Regions from separate parts of the Anser cygnoides genome. Here region 2 is linked to region 1. A link is a contact called in public Hi-C data. All regions are on one chromosome and are shown on one strand. The core of a region is the stretch at or near the end of the contact, and the rest is flanking DNA. Distances in the headings are between cores, read along the strand shown.

Region 1 (3,359 bases), core at 519-3,018:
GCTGGCTTCGCACGCTGACGTTTTGTTGAGGACAGCACCAGGTACACGAAACCAGCCCGGTTCAGGGCAAACTGGGACACAGAGCGCGCCTCCTCCAGGTTCACAACGCCGCGCCGCTCTGCCTCCCACCGAACCGCAGCTGTAGCTGCAGGGGTGCGTGCACGAGGGTGGAAAATCAAGGGAGCACCGTAACGGAGCTCGCCTGGAGTTTAAAACGAGATGCTGCTGCAAGGAAAGCATCTTCTGGCACGACCAGGTGGCATCTCCTGCTCCGGGACTGCAGGGAACCAGCTGCAGCCAGCACCACTGCCTGGGGCACGCGGTCACACAGCTCCCAGCTGGCAGCACACCTCTGTGGGCAGGGCCAGCCGCTAGGAGGGATACTTCCAACACCTTCGCGAATTTTCTTGCACGTGCAAGAAAAACTGCTGTACGACGGGCGAGGTGAGGACCAAGCAAAAGCCCTCAAAGTGCAGAGCGGAGCAGGATCCCGTGAAGCACATGGGAAGCACGTTCGGCAGGAGCGAGACGAGCTGCAGGCGCCGCGGCTCAAAGCCTTCCAAGCAATTTTCTGCAGCTCCTCGGCAGACGGCTCCACCTCACAAGCCCTGCTGTAACAGGGAAGGAAGCGAGGAGCTGCCTACACTTCTCCGCAATGTAAGCTCTGCGACGGCTGCAAAGATCACTCGCTAAAAATAACTTCAAAAAGGGCATCTGACAGCGCTGCGGAGAGCATGGGAACACTCCTACCTGGGTGTCCTAAAGCAAGCTCCCGGAGCACGGGGGCTGGCCCCAGGAAAACGCAGAGGGGCAGGCTGAGGGCAGGCTGATGGGCGGCAGCGGGACGGAGCCAGAGCCCTGGGCTGGGAGCACGGCTCCGGAGCTTTGTTCCCAGCTCCGCAACGCCTCGCATCCCTCGGCTGATGTTCCTCAGATGGCTCCCGAGCAGGGGAAGGTGAATCTGCAGCCTGTCCCCTTGCTGACTGCAGCCCAAAGGCAGCGCAGGCGGGCACAGCGCTTCCCAACAAGCGGGGGCACCCGTTATTACGCAGCCCCGGTCACAGGGAGGCTACGAACAGAATTTCTTTTTGAACGCCTGTAACTGAGCTACAAGCTCCTGCACGCACACACCCGCAGCGTCTGACTCCCGTTTGCTCCCAGGACTGGTGTGGGTTTACCAGCGCTGCACAAAGCTCTCCCGCGGCCCTCCGGTTCAGGGTAAGAACCCTTCAGCTCACAGCCAAGCTGCGGTCAGGAAGGAGCGGGTAAAGAAATGCCACTGGGTGCTTCCAGCACTAACAGCACCAGCGAGGATGCCGTGGATTTTTCCTGGCACAGCTGACTGCTGTTAAAGGTAGCAAATGAACCATCTTAAGGGCAAGTGACATCTTTCGGCTGCCTTTTCAAGTGACATCCTTCCCCAAGAGAATTTCTAGGAAACTTTCACCACAGACGCCAAACACGCACGCCCTGCACCGACCCCTGGGTCGCGCAGGAGGAGACGACAAGAAATTCCCCAGTTTTCTGAGGAAAGCTGACTTCTCCCACGGTCTTTGCTGGGAGAGCCGGTGGCTCCCAAACTGCAGCAGGGACGCGGCCAGGGATGCCCAGCTCCCTGGTGCCACAAGCAGGGCGCAATACGGAGCCACCTTGCTGTCCCCGGGAGAGCGGAGTAGCGCCCACGGTGCCGCGCAGCTCCAGCCCCGGCGCCTGACCCGGCTTCCCTGGCACGGGCACGTCCCTGGCCGGCCGAGCACTGAGCCAGCAATTCCCCTGTCATCCCGCAGGAGAGCGACGCCAGCCGCTCCGATGCCTCCGAGGACATCTGCAAACGCTCCCCGGCGGATTAAACGGTTAATGGAGAGGGCTGGAAAAGCCGGCAGCGCTCGCGGCTCCCGCAGCGGCAGACGCCACGTCGGTCCTGCAACCTGTGGACGTCCGTCAGGGGCGGGCTGGGGCTGCAGACCCTGAGAAAAGAGGCGAGTTGGTTCAGCTGCTGCTCGGGGCGCCGAGGCACAGCAAGGGCACCTCGGCGGCGGGGCGGGGAGGACGGCGGGGCGCGCTCAGCACCGAGACGAGGCTGCAGCGGCCCGGGGAGAATGAGGGCAGGCAGAGGAGCCAAGCCGTGGAGGAGGCCGAGGGTCAGGCTCTCCTCCAGGGCGGCCCGGAGCCCAGCTGATAGTTCGTGACCTGAAAAAAAAAAAATCAGCGGCTGGGGAGAGGGAGGGGCGACGCGAGCAGGAAGTACAGGACGGCAAGGACAGACGCGCAGGACACGGCAGGACTCGCGACTCCTCGTAAAACGCCCGAGAAAAACCAACCCGCTCACCTTTGGGGGCTGCTGATTTGCAAATTAAAGGGGGGGTGTCCTACCAGCACTGGCCTCCACCCTCCAGGACGGACCCCGAGGGGTTTCCTCCGCTCCTGCTTACCTCTGCGGCACCGCTCTGCCTGTTCTGCCAGCCTCTAATGAAAAGCTAGTTAACAGTTAATTATTACCCATTCAGACACAAGATCCCCTACTCTGACTGACTGCCGGCCAGGAGGGATAAGACAATCACGTGACGCAAAAATCCCAGCCTTATGAAAGCACAGGCGACTATATTTAGTTTGAAAAACGATGACCCAGCGAGACCGCCCCTCCCGGGCCCGGCCTCGCCGCGGAGCTGACCTCCACACGGCGCGCTGCAAGCCCAGCACCGAGCCGGGTCGCAGCGCCGAGACCAGGGTGCTCAGCACACGAGTGATGCGGGGTGCACGTGGTCACACACGCACACACACACACACACGCTGCGGGTCCCAGCGGTGCCATCCCAAAGCACGGCACGGGCCGGGGAGACCTTCCCTCCCGCACGGTCCTTGGTGCTGCAGGTCACCTTGTCAGCGGCCGAGAGCTGATAAAGCACCAAGCGCGACAAACAGGGCCCAGCCCAAGGTCCTGGAGCTTATCTGGAAAGCAGGAGGTATGCCGGGAACCTGACCGGGGTGACCAGCACTGGGGGAGCACTCGGCACAGAGGCACCAGCTGCTGGGCTGGCGGCGAGGGGAAGCGGGGCTCCGCTGCGGGATCCAGCCCTGGATGGCAGGAGGGCGGTGATGCTCGGAGCTGGCCCTGGGAGCTCTGCCTCGCCTGGACGAACCCGCTCCTCCTTCTGTGGAAGCCGAGGAGGCAGGCAGGGCTGTGCCTGGAACAAAAAGGGGGCAGAAGCAGCCGTGCGGGGGTCACGCGTGTGCTGTCACCGCGCAGAGACGGCCCCAGGAGAAAGGTGCACGGCTACAAAAGGCCGGCCCTGCAAGAGCATCGCCCGCTCCGCCTCCCAGCGCGGTGGAGGAGCTTCAAAGAAAAAAGCCTGAGGACC
Region 2 (3,359 bases), core at 612-3,111, 67 kb before region 1:
AATAGAGAACATCCAGAGCGATGTTAACTTTTACAATGTCAATATGCCAAACAGACTTCAATGTTAAAAAAACCAAATGAATAAGCTATCAGAATAGTGCCTTGTGAAGATAACCAAAGACAATCTGCTCTAAAACTACTAAACATAAACAAGAAATTCACAGGTGTATCCTTACAGCTGGTCTGCGAGGTTCTCCAGGCAGCTGCGGAGGGTAAACAATCCTGTTCTTTTTCTCCCACTTCCCAAGTTTCTGTAGACATGCACTTGTGTGGATGCATGACAGAGGGAAAACACTACTGGATGCTAACCACCTGCAAGACAAAACCAGAGCTTTTGTTGCTGAACACAAAATTTCTTGCTGTCCAGTTTATCTGGAAAATTGTGAACTTACCCATCTTGATGAAGAGAACTGTCACATTTGAATACTTTCAAATAAAACTGTAAAAGTCCTTTACAGTTCACATTGCGAGGGCTTTGTAATTCAACAGAAAGCTTTAGGCTCCCTAAAGCAGGCCAGGAACCTTAAATGGCACTTGTACAGCATAAGATTCTACAGTTAACGTCCCCTGATTGTCACACAAAGACACCATTACCTTTCTGGTCTTGCGTGGAGTTCATTACTCACAAACAATTCACATCTTCAGTTTTCCAAGACTAGCCAATACTTACTTAACTTCTAACAACAAACATTTTAACAGTAAAAATTTCTACCTTTTCAAGGGACTAAGTACTAACAGTATTAGAAGTGTATAAGCATTCACCCTATCTGAAATTTGAAAGGGAAAATAATCTCAACTGCTTTCAAAATGCAATGAAATCACTGTAAGATAGCTGACTGCAAAAACCTTTCTACAGTTTTCACTCAGTTTGCTCACCTCAGAGACCAAGCTGCATTTTGCCCCCTGCTGACTGGACAGAGCAGCACCAGGCAGCCACAAGAAATAGACGAGATCAAGACCAGACACTGCGAGCTCTACTGAGGCCTGAACAGCTTTGTCTGGGTTGCCAAATGGTGTAAAACATTTTAGAAAGTGACTGACAAACAGAATACACTTATTAATTTCAATAAAGCATTGTACACCTTGGAAAGCTTTCACATGGCATTAATAAGGAGTAGAACATGATATAGATTTAAATGTTACGGATTATTTTTTCAGTTATTTATTGAAACTACAATTTAGCATCACCAAATATAACATCACCTATCAATGCAGGACAATACTTGCCTAGTTCATAAACATCGTTTCGCAGTTTAACAACCTAACCAACAGTGAGGTAAGTACTGCCTTTCACGCATCAGCAGAACGCACTAATGCATCTGACAGACTAAGGAATTCCACATTCTGTGCCTTAAGGCGATCCAGCCACATGTGAAGAGCCTCTATTTGTCATGTGGAGAGCAACTCTGACGTGACTTTGGGAGAGCGAAGAGGACACAAACGCGTTACAAAAAGAAAAAAGTAACAAGCAAAAGTTTATATACTTTACATGCAATGTTTTTTTTTTTAATATGTTTTATGCTATATGCATAAGGCTTTATAGGACGATACACAAGCAACAAGCGAGGGCAGCTCCCGAACGAGCCCCGGGGCTGTGCAGTGCCAGGCACCCGCACTCACCTCTCCGGCCGCGCCCAGCCCAGGAGCCCACGCAGCCAGGCGCCACCTGCGAGAGGAAGCAGCGGGGTGAAACAGGGAAAAGCCCCCGGAGCCCCGACAACAGCAGCGGGACCCCTGGGGGAACACCAGCCCCGCTCTCCCCCCACCCCCCGCTCACCGGCACCCAGGGCCCTCCCCGCCGCCATCTTCCCGGCCGCGCTTTGCGGGCGAGGGGCGGGCATTTCGCGACGCTTTGCGGCGCTGCGCCCGACGGCAGCGCCCGCGGCGTGAGGTAACGGCGGCGGGGCGAGATGGCGGCGGCGGGCCGGGTGCTGCCCGCCTCGCCCAACTGGTACTGCAGCCGCTGCAGCGACACCAGCGCCGACGGCCGCTTCTTCGGCTTCGCCGCCAGGCACCGCATCTGCCTGCTGGATGTCAGCAGCCCCGCCGCGCCCGCCTTTTACGGTACCGTGGCGGACCGGAGGGGGGGCTTCGCTGCCCCCTCGCCTCACGGCGTGGGGGGTAACGGGAGGGGGGTGAGGGGGCATGGGGGGGGGGATTAGGAGGGTCTGGGGTGTGTGGGAAGGCTCGGGGTGCTCACGGGGCTTCCCTTGGTTGCCGGTGCAGGAGAGCTGATCGGGCACACGGACAGGGTGGCCGCCTTCGCCTTCTGCCGGCACCCCGCGCACGGCGGCCTCTGCGCCAGCGGCTCCGACGACGGCAGCGTGCAGGTGTGGGACGCCGACAGCCTGGGCCCGCTGGGAGAGCACGACCTGCACCAGGTGGGAGCCAGGAGCTGCCGGAGCCCGCCCTTTTATATCTCAGGTGGGGGGGGGAGGGTCTCACGCTAACCCGAGGCAAAATCCTGAAGTGGTGAGGTTAGAACGGATAAATGCTTCTGGATAGGTTTTTTTTCCTAGCCTTAGGTCTGCGTTGTTGTTACAACATCCTCACAAGCCAAGCAGTGGGCAGTCATCAGAGCTCTGTGATCAAGCATGCCTGTGCTTGTAGCACGTGCTCAATGCCACTTCACCCAGACCATGCCTGCTTAAAATCTTTTCAGCAAGTTATCATCCTGCACAGGACGGGGGTAAGAACGTACACATGGACAGCTGCTGTGACTCAGGATGCTGGCAAATAAGTCAAATGTGCAAAAGCCCAAAATAATTGAAAAGGTTTAGAACTAACCCAACTGATACTGAGGAGTGCTCACAGAGTATTTTCTGCTTGTGTTCAGTGTTACATGATTTCTAGGTAGCGAATGAAAGCAGGCTGTTAGGTTATTGTTGTCTGTTTTCCATCCAAAAGAAACCGCTGCTAAATGCACTTCATTTTATTCTGTGCTTTAATTCTTTAAACGACCTCCAAAATAAATTCAGTGGCCAAGCATACTAGACAGCTTTAAATGTATTCATTTGTCTTTCTTCAGAATGCAGTTTCAGCGTTGCACTGGTCACCCCTTGTGAAGGATTTGATTGTATCCGGTGATGAAAAAGGGATAATTGTTTGTTACTGGCATAGCAGAAGCGACAGCCAGCAATTCTTCCCAGAGCCTCGGACAATTTTTTGTCTCACTTGTTCTCCTCATAATGAAAACCTCGTGGCTGTTGGGTAAGTATGTTTTGCTTCCCATTCTTCTTCTGAAAGGTTCTTGTTTGGATATTTTGCTGCACAATTGTAAGGTTATTTTTAAGAGATTTTGGTGGCTGTTTTTTTCTTCTGGCATACAACAACTTAGAAATAACATTTTGATTAGTAGAT

Evidence for each region. A called contact is a pair of places that touch in the nucleus more often than the background predicts.
Region 2: a Hi-C map of liver shows a contact between it and region 1, with 6 times the contacts expected there. The contact joins the promoter of GEMIN5 here to the enhancer-like site in region 1. A contact is called at or near these places in 2 of 7 Hi-C or Micro-C datasets (both in liver).

What each region holds. Positions count from the first base shown.
Region 1 is chr14:7,362,735-7,366,093 of Taihu_goose_T2T_genome, reverse strand. The region is part of intron 2 of LARP1 (La ribonucleoprotein 1, translational regulator); the gene reads right to left. Among named protein-coding and RNA genes, the nearest start is that of LARP1, 21 kb to the right of the region's middle. Within about 2 kb of position 1,768, at least 3 of the 3 cell types and tissues checked have open chromatin away from gene starts, as enhancers often do. A contact at or near this core is called in liver, where this site is marked.
Region 2 is chr14:7,429,592-7,432,950 of Taihu_goose_T2T_genome, reverse strand. It overlaps GEMIN5 (gem nuclear organelle associated protein 5), which reads left to right and starts at 1,861. Exons shown (of 28, transcript XM_066977226.1): 1 at 1,861-2,063; 2 at 2,226-2,380; 3 at 3,028-3,209. The coding sequence starts at 1,910. It overlaps MRPL22 (mitochondrial ribosomal protein L22), which reads right to left and starts at 1,858. Exons shown (of 6, transcript XM_066977235.1): 1 at 1,777-1,858; 2 at 1,620-1,665; 3 at 176-311. The coding sequence starts at 1,840.